Linked DNA regions of Mus musculus: all the other regions are linked to region 3. The links are chromatin contacts, called in public Hi-C maps. All regions are on one chromosome and are shown on one strand. Each heading gives the region's core, a stretch centred on a gene start, on an enhancer-like site or on the middle of the called end of the contact. The rest is flanking DNA. Distances are from core to core; before and after follow the strand shown.

The links. A called contact is a pair of places that touch in the nucleus more often than the background predicts.
Region 1: a Hi-C map of liver shows a contact between it and region 3, with 2.3 times the contacts expected there. The contact joins two enhancer-like sites. A contact is called at or near these places in 4 of 39 promoter capture datasets (embryonic stem cells, liver and second pharyngeal arch cranial neural crest) and 2 of 484 Hi-C or Micro-C datasets (liver and nephron progenitors).
Region 2: a contact with region 3 is called in a Hi-C map of liver, with 4 times the contacts expected there. The contact joins the promoter of Vwa2 here to the enhancer-like site in region 3. A contact is called at or near these places in 3 of 39 promoter capture datasets (the HPC-7 cell line and liver), 2 of 484 Hi-C or Micro-C datasets (both in liver) and 1 of 115 datasets of contacts at active chromatin or transcription factors (pancreatic cancer cells).

Annotation. Positions count from the first base shown.
Region 1 is chr19:56,377,162-56,379,861 of GRCm38.p6, forward strand. Nrap (nebulin-related anchoring protein) reads right to left here. Exons shown (of 42, transcript NM_008733.4): 9 at 2,655-2,700; 10 at 1,899-2,003; 11 at 894-1,010. Among named protein-coding and RNA genes, the nearest start is that of Nrap, 12 kb to the right of the region's middle. Within about 2 kb of position 1,435, at least 10 of the 459 cell types and tissues checked have an H3K27ac peak or open chromatin away from gene starts, as enhancers often do. A contact at or near this core is called in liver, where this site is marked.
Region 2 is chr19:56,873,113-56,875,823 of GRCm38.p6, forward strand. Vwa2 (von Willebrand factor A domain containing 2) reads left to right here and starts at 1,304. Exons shown (of 14, transcript NM_172840.2): 1 at 1,304-1,466.
Region 3 is chr19:56,626,854-56,629,553 of GRCm38.p6, forward strand. No RefSeq gene overlaps it. Among named protein-coding and RNA genes, the nearest start is that of Gm32441, 36 kb to the right of the region's middle. Within about 2 kb of position 1,373, at least 4 of the 459 cell types and tissues checked have an H3K27ac peak or open chromatin away from gene starts, as enhancers often do. A contact at or near this core is called in liver, where this site is marked.

The DNA of each region.
Region 1 (2,700 bases), core at 185-2,684, 250 kb before region 3:
GATCATTTTGTTTGGTTCCCAAATTGATCAGCTCATAACTGCCTATAACTCTAGCTTTAAGGGGGATATTGCGCCCTCTTCTGGAGTCTGAGAGCACCTGCACTCACATGCACACACACACACACACACACACACACACACACACACAGGTTTAAAGATAAAAACAAATCTCTAAAAGTTGCATCCTCTAGTGCTCTTTCTAACAACTATAAATCTGCTGAATGGGACTTTTGAATATTTAGTAAGAAAGCTATGAGCCAACAGGGAAAGAGTTCACTTATTTGGTTCTATATTTGGAGACTGGCAACATGAGGACCATTTGCGTAGTTTCATTTTATTTATTTGTTATAAGCCAGGATGTCATGTAGCATAGGCTGGCCTCTGACTCACTATATAGCCTAGAGTGGCCTTGAACTCCTGATCTTCCTGCCCTACCTGTCAAGTTATTTATGCATATATGTGTGTATGTATGTATGTATGTATGTATGTATGTGTGTCTGTCTGTCTGTCTGTATGTGTGTATGTATGTGTGTATGTGTATATATGTGTGTGTGTATGTGTGTATGTATATGGATGTGTGTGTATATGTGTGTATATGTGTGTATGTATATGGATGTGTGTGTATATATGTGTGTGTATGTACGTATGTATGTATGTGTGTTGGTATGTATGTGTATATATGTATGTGTGTGTATGTATGTATGTGTATATGTGTATATATGTGTGTATGTATGTGTGTATATGTGTGTGTTTATGTATGTGTGTGTATATGTAAATAGGTTATAGATAGGTGCCGCAACCAGCTGCATTATTTTTAAACAAAGCCGCTGCACTCACTGTCTGAGAGGAAAAGGGGGACAGTACAGAAGGATAGCTCTCCCCAGTATACTCACCTCACTCACAAGCTTGCTCACACTCTGAGCTCGCTTAAGAACCAAGTTGTCCTGGGCTGCAAGGGAGTGAAAATGCGCTGCACCTTTCATCTTATGGAAGTCCTGCCGGTATTTTATCTGAAAGAAACACACAAGGGGGAATCTGGAGTTGTGGTTGCCACGTTAAGATTAACTCAGTAGGGCTCTCTAAAGGAAGGAAAGTTCCTATGGGCTTTAAAAAAAAAAAAAAAAAAAAAAAGGTCTTATTAAATTTAGAAAGCACTTGATTCTTTTTGTGCTAAAACTTTTCCTGGCTCTGTCCACACACTTCCCGATACTGCCTAGAGGAAGAAGACAGGTTCTTCAGGCCACCATGGCTAAGAGAATAAACTCCAACCACAATTTGCCCTAAATTTCAACACCATCTCTACAGTGTCTCAGAGGAAGGAGTAACGCCTTGCATTTCCCATCTCAGGGCAAAGGTGACGCTGTTCCAGGTACCCAGGCACTCACTGAACAGTGGCAGAAAGAATGAATGCTAGGGACCAAGTCCAAGCTGGCATGTTAAGAACTGCGGTGAGCACCACACTCTACCAAGTTTAATTATAGCCCGTCTCTCAAGGACCGATTGCCAGCTGCCTAATATTCTTTAAATAAACTTATCACTCACTGGGTCACGCCCAATTTGATAATACACGACTTCTTCAGTGAGCTTTCCCTTCAATCTCACACTGGCATTTTGGCAAGGCTCCCCTCATCCCCGCTGACCTGCTTGCACCAGCATTTGTACATTTTGAAAATGGCCTAAGTGAGCAGTAGACTTTGTCCAACTGCATTTCCATGCAAACAGATAACACAATCAAAGTCTATAAATAGATCAATAAGAGAGTCTGCGTTTGGACCAGAGGCTGGCCTCGAAGTCTGCTTTTGCTTGGCTCTAGGAGATGTGTGTCTGTGCTTGGCGTTCAGCAAGTGTGGCTGTCAGCATCCCATAATCCACACCTCAGTGGCTCTGCCAGCACTTACGTCACTAACAAGTTCATTGGCCTTCTTGGCGTTCTGATACGCTGGGGTGATCATGGCCGGGAAGCTGCCCTTTCCTCTGGGTTCATCACACTCTTCTGAGTAAACCTGGTGAGCCAATCAGAAACTTTGATCAGTAATGTGTCCCTCCTGGCACGGGTGGGGTCAGCAGTGATAACCCCAGAGACTGATCTCAGAAAAGCTCATCCAGAGATGTACATGTGGTGAATAAGATACTAGAGCTTGGAGCCTGGACCACTATATCATACATATGTGTATACATACATACATACATACATACATACACTATATTATAATACATTATTTCATACATACATGCATACACTGTATCATACACACATACTCTATATCATACATACATATACTATATCACATACATATGCATACAAAGATGCATACACTATAAAATACATGCACGCACACATAGATGAATATACTATATCATACATACATGCATACATACATATATATATACATACTCTATATCATACATACCTACACCATACCACATATACATGCGAACAGATGGAAACGTCCTCTTATTGGCCAAACCACCACATTAGCATAGGTTAATTTTTTCTTTTTTAAGGACTTGGGTTCTTCACCTAAGCAGATGAGCTGAGCTCTGTATATTGCCTGCACCAAGTCCAAACTCTGATCACATGTCCAACACTGTCACAGCTGTAGGGAACAAAGAGCTGGCCTTGGAGAAGACCAGCTCTGGGAAGTGTCATGTACCTGGCCACATCGGTCTACAGAGTCCTTTGTCATCCCACCCTCGGCT
Region 2 (2,711 bases), core at 54-2,553, 250 kb after region 3:
ACAGAGAGATGTTAAATACAAAGAATGTGTAAAAATACAAAATGGAGTATTTACCTGGCAGGTTGGCATTTACAGGAATACTGGGGGAAAGCGCAAAAAATAGGGAACAGATGAGCTTCCTGGAAGACAGTTATGTTAAAAACAACAGACCTTGGTCAGGGAGATAGCCTAGCTGGCAAAGGCACTTACTTGCCCTCAAGATTGCCAATGTGATTTCAATCTTCAAAAACCATGTGGTGGAAGAAAAACAAAATGAACAAAAACCCAACAACAAAAAACAAAACTCCCCCCAGATCCTCCTATGTCTTCACATGTGATGATGCACCTGCACACACAAACACAAGTGTGAAAAATGGAATTCTTGTATATAACTTGTAGTCTAGGAAATTTACTAGTTTCCAAATGTAATTGGGCCGCCCCACCGAGATACCTGATTGGAGTGTTAAACTTAAGGCCTCAGCATTAAGCAGTAGCAAATGGTGTATATAGGTAGAGCAGAGTTACAACGGCCCAAACTGCAGATGTTCAACTCAGGTGTGGATGATCAAGCATCAATGGAAGAAACTAAGGTTTTGAAGGAGGAAATGAAAGCTTTTCCCCAGTGGTCTGCAGCTGAGTACCAGTGGCTTTTCTATTTGCTTTCTCTTGTTTTCTATTTTGTAAACTTTTCCAATGAGCACACAATATGTAGTTTTGATTAAGTATAAAAATGATTTGAGGGTTTATCTGCACGGAGCACCTGCCAGAAGGGACACCGTTGTTTGTTCTGTGACAAATACCTGGCACCCTCTAAGTTAAAAGGCGAATGCTGCCCAATAACCACTCACCTGCAAGAACTAACAGGCCGGTTGGCAAAAAGCAGAAGACAAATGGAAACGATGCCAAAGTCAACATTTCCTCAAGGGTGGAATCGATAAAACCTGCGGAGTAGCCAACACTCTCTGTGACCACAGCCGCACCGCTTGCAGCGGCCAGGTCGCTCGGAAGTGTTGATGATGCTGCGGTCCGTGGGTCGTGGGTCGCGGGTCGCCGGGCAGGGCGAGGGACGAGGCGGGCGCGGTTCCCTGGAGCAATAGTTGCGCCGCCCTCACGCCGAACGTCCGGATCCTCACAGGCTGCATCCGAGCGGCCCGTCCCGCCTCTGCTGGGAGAGACCAACAGGTGCCCCACGTGGCTGCGAGCCGCAGCGCCCCCCGAACGGAGCCCAGCCTACGCCGCGGGCAGAGCAGCTGTGCGCTCCGCGGGTGGGAGCCCACGCCTTCCAACAACTGGGGCGGGGCGGGGCGGAGGACTGGGCGCACCCTTGCCAGTGAGCGAGCGAGCGTGTGGAACCCCAGGCCTGAGCCCGCGCCCCTACCTGCCCAGCCAAGCCGAGTGCCGCCGGCTTTGTTCGCTTTGTCCTCGCGCACCTAAGCGGCCGGCCTGGAAGAACGCCATCCCGGAGAGCGCACGCGGCGTCGCACCAGGTAAGGGGTGCTGGCCTGGGAGGTGGGGGCCGGGGGACAGGCTGCGGATGGAGAAACGCGAGCGGCCTGGCGCCGTAGTGGGGACCCCTTCCCTGGCCACTGCAGAAGGGGCTGGAGTTTTGATAAAAAGCTTTGGGAACTTGCTCATCACTCCGTATTATGAGCACTCAGGTGCTACAGCATTTCAACCGGGTTTCCTAGACAGACAGCCTCGTCCTTTCAAATAAGTCACTTCCTGAAGAACTCGAGGGAAGTTCGCTGCTCTGAGAGCGAGACAGGGGTTCTGCTTTTCGCAGAACGCACGCCTGGGAGAGACATGCTTGCCTTCGGGCTCCCCGCAGCAAACATCACCTGGCTCGGCCCTGTTCTTTGCCCTTTTCCAGCTTGCCCAGGACCAGACGTCAGTGGCGGGCAGAGATAAAGTGGGAGGGGCTCAGCACATTGTGAATCCGTGATTTAAAAGTCTGAGCTCTAGACAGAGGCAAAGGAGCGGATGATGCTCTGCTGTGTTTGCTTACAGCGTTGCCTGCCGGCATCAGCCTGGACTTCTCAGTAAGGACCGCACTAGGGAAGGGAGGGGATGATTGTTAGTGGTATGGCATCCCACTATATGCTCCCTTGGTTAAATAAACGGAGAGCCCTCTGAATGCCTGTGGATTCAGTCCTAAAACTTCAAAGTCTCCTTTGCTCCGAAATGGTCTTATTGAGAAAGAAACGGAAAGCGTCTGGATGGTTAGCTCAAAGCTACCTTCCAGGGCATGGAATGTTCTAGACTTGATTCTGAGGCAAAGCCCAGGGATACAGAAGGACTCCTCCCTCTATCATCCCCAGTGTGCCTGAAAATCCATCAAGGAAGTATTTCTTGTCAAATCTGATTTGGGTCTACCCACCCAGAACTTAAAGACAAACCAATTCACCCCCACCTTCAGCAGACTATGGAACAAGCCAGCCAGAGGCCGGTGTTTCTGTGGTTGAATGGATGGGAAAACCCGAGGGCTAGCTTTATAGTTAATAGCCAAACTGAGCAGAGGTACAAAGACTTTGCATATACCTTCTGCCCCGCCCGCCCCAACCTGTTCTATTACCATCTCCCACTACATGGGATTTGTTAAAAGTGCTGAGCCTTCAAACTCCACAGTTGAGGACTCACACATTCTATACACTTGGACAAATGTTTACCACTGCCTGTTCATGTCACCGTTCCCTAGCCCCATGGCAAGGATTGATCTGTTCGGCTATCTCCAT
Region 3 (2,700 bases), core at 123-2,622:
ATCACTGTCTTAGTCAGGGTTTCTATTCCTGCACAAACATCATGACCAAGAAGCAAGTGGGGGAGGAAAGGGTTTATTCAGCTTACACTTCCATACTGCTGTTCATCACCAAGGAAGTCAGGACTGGAACTCAAACAAGTCAGGAAGCAGGAACTGATGCAGAGGCCGCGGAGGGATGTTCTTTACTGGCTTGCTTCCCCTGGCTTGCTCAACCTGCTCTCTTATAAACCCAAGACTACCAGCCCAGAGATGGTCCCACCCACAAGGGGCCTTTCCCCCTTGATCACTAGTCGAGAAAATGCCTTACAGTTGGATCTCATGGAGGCATTTCCTCAACTGAAGCTCCTTTCTCTGTGATAACTCCAGCTGTGTCAAGTTGACACAAAACCAGCCAGTACAATCACCCAAGGATGGTTAAGTTCCATGGCTACGTAGCCATTCTGTGCACCACAAATCCAGACCACTGTTCTATAGACCATACTGACAGCTTTCTTTCTTTCATTAGGAACACTCACACAAATAAACACTCACACAAATGCTTTAGATGCTAAAACGTCCCCCTTTGTCATCCCCAAATACACATGTCATTCTGGAGCTGGGCATTAGAAAGGTTGCCATTGTCACGGCTGAGCACAAGAAACCACCTCCTTTTTCATTTTGTCCCCTATTTGTAAAGGAGAGCCACAGGTGTTTGAGATAGGGCCAGACCCTGTCATCAGCCTGGCTTCCTGTGAGCACCCAGTGGTCAAAGCTGCCTTGTTTCTCTCCAGTGTTTATAAAGTGAGACTCATCTGGTTGCAGGGAGTTGACCCGTGCTAGTAGGATTTGGAACTCAGAGCATTCCTTAATAAGGCTTTGATGGTCTTGAGAGATTGTAATTAAAATTCTAGTTGTCTCCCTTGGGGCTTTCAGCCCTATTTGAACTGTGTCTATGCAGCTAGAAACAGGAACACAAAAAACTTAATATGGTTTTACTGTAGGCTCCAGATAGAGGTGAACCACACTTTGTCAATGGTACCAAAGTCCATACCATCTGCCAGCCTGGAGACCCCAAGTGGCTGCCAAAGGCCACCAGCCTTCTGTTGACTTAGGCTCTGGAAGAGACCAATTTGGATTTTGCAAGTGCACTTCAGGCCACCCCCTGAGCCTGAAAACATTAATCAGAATGGATTTGAAGTCCAAATTAACATCAGATGACTTTAGCAATATCACTTTACGTCATAAGATCACTCATTCGTAGATCTGGAAAAGACTTAGTCCAACTACAAAGATCCAGTCCTTCTACAAATGCGGAAACCAGGCAGGCCATGAGCCCATGAGGGTCATGGAAGGACACACTGCTGGTTGGTAACAGACACAGGGACGGAACTCAGTCCCATCCTCTCCACTACAGCCTGCCAGAGTTTCCAGAGTTCTCAAACATGGACAGACCGTGCTGGCGGCCCACCAGCTTCAATCAATATTTGCTATCACAAAATTCCAGCAAAACCTAGAGACCATGGGATCAGTCTTCGTGTGATTTCACCTGTGTGACTGGAAAAGGATGCATTTCTCTACACGAGGGAGGCGGTCTGTTGACTCAGGCCAGCTGCGTGGAAGCCTGTTTTGTACTCTCCTAGACTTCCACTCCATAAACATCCCTCCAGTTTCTTCCATTTCGTCACCCGGAGAAAGGAGCCACAGGACAAACACTGCTGGTCCCCTGAGGCACACTGACTTGGGGTACCAGACTTAGACTAAGGGCTCTTTGGCATTTAGTTCTGGGGGCTTCAGTTAACGCAACCATTGAGCCCAGAGCTAGTAAAGCTGACTTTTATCTGGCGAGTGGCTGTCTACCTCCTCCAGAGAGAGGTACGCTCCTATCATGGCCTGCAGAGGCTGGGAGGGATTTAAGGGGCTCCTGTGCTGGGTTCCTACTGGAGGTAGTACGGACCATGGACCTCTTTGCGATTTGCCCGTTTTGAGGGGTGGCCACCACGGTATTTGCTGAAGGCTGTCCTGGGTTCTGCCTCTTATTCTTACTCATTCCCCTCTCCATCTTTGTCTAGAACAGATTTCCTGATGCCCCAGCCTGTCCTGTCCCTCCTTTTATGACTTATGAGTCTTTGGCTAGGCATCCCCATACCCCTGTACCAGCTTGGGCCAGAGTGAAGGGACACATGGTTCTAATTTTGAATGGCTGTGTGTATGCAGATCCCCCAGCTAATGTCCCAGTGGGATAGGGGGGACACTAGACAGAACACCTCTATCTATAGCTCCCCTCATAGTCTCAGCTAGATCTCCTGTGCTCCCAGACTTCCCCTTCAGCCTGGCTCTGGAACAAGGCTACCCTGTCTTGCCCAAATACAGAGGCTTAGCTAGATTTAAGCTTTGTGGCTGCTACACGCTCACAAACACAGCAACACGTGCATGGTTGTCCAGGCTGTTGGTGTGAGAGACACATGGGACAGACTAACAAACTTCATCCTTATGAAAAAAAAAAAAGAGGCTGCTGGGACTCAAAAGTAAATGTGATCATCTACTTATATATTTAAAGCAACTTTGAATGGGAATTGAAATGTACCGACTCATTCCAGAAAGATAAAATTTTGAAAATCTTTACACGTTGATGGGTCATCCTGACACCACTTATAATGCCACCAAAATTTGGAAGCTCGTTGGCCAGAGCAAGACAGACTTCTGAGGACCTTTTTTTTTTCC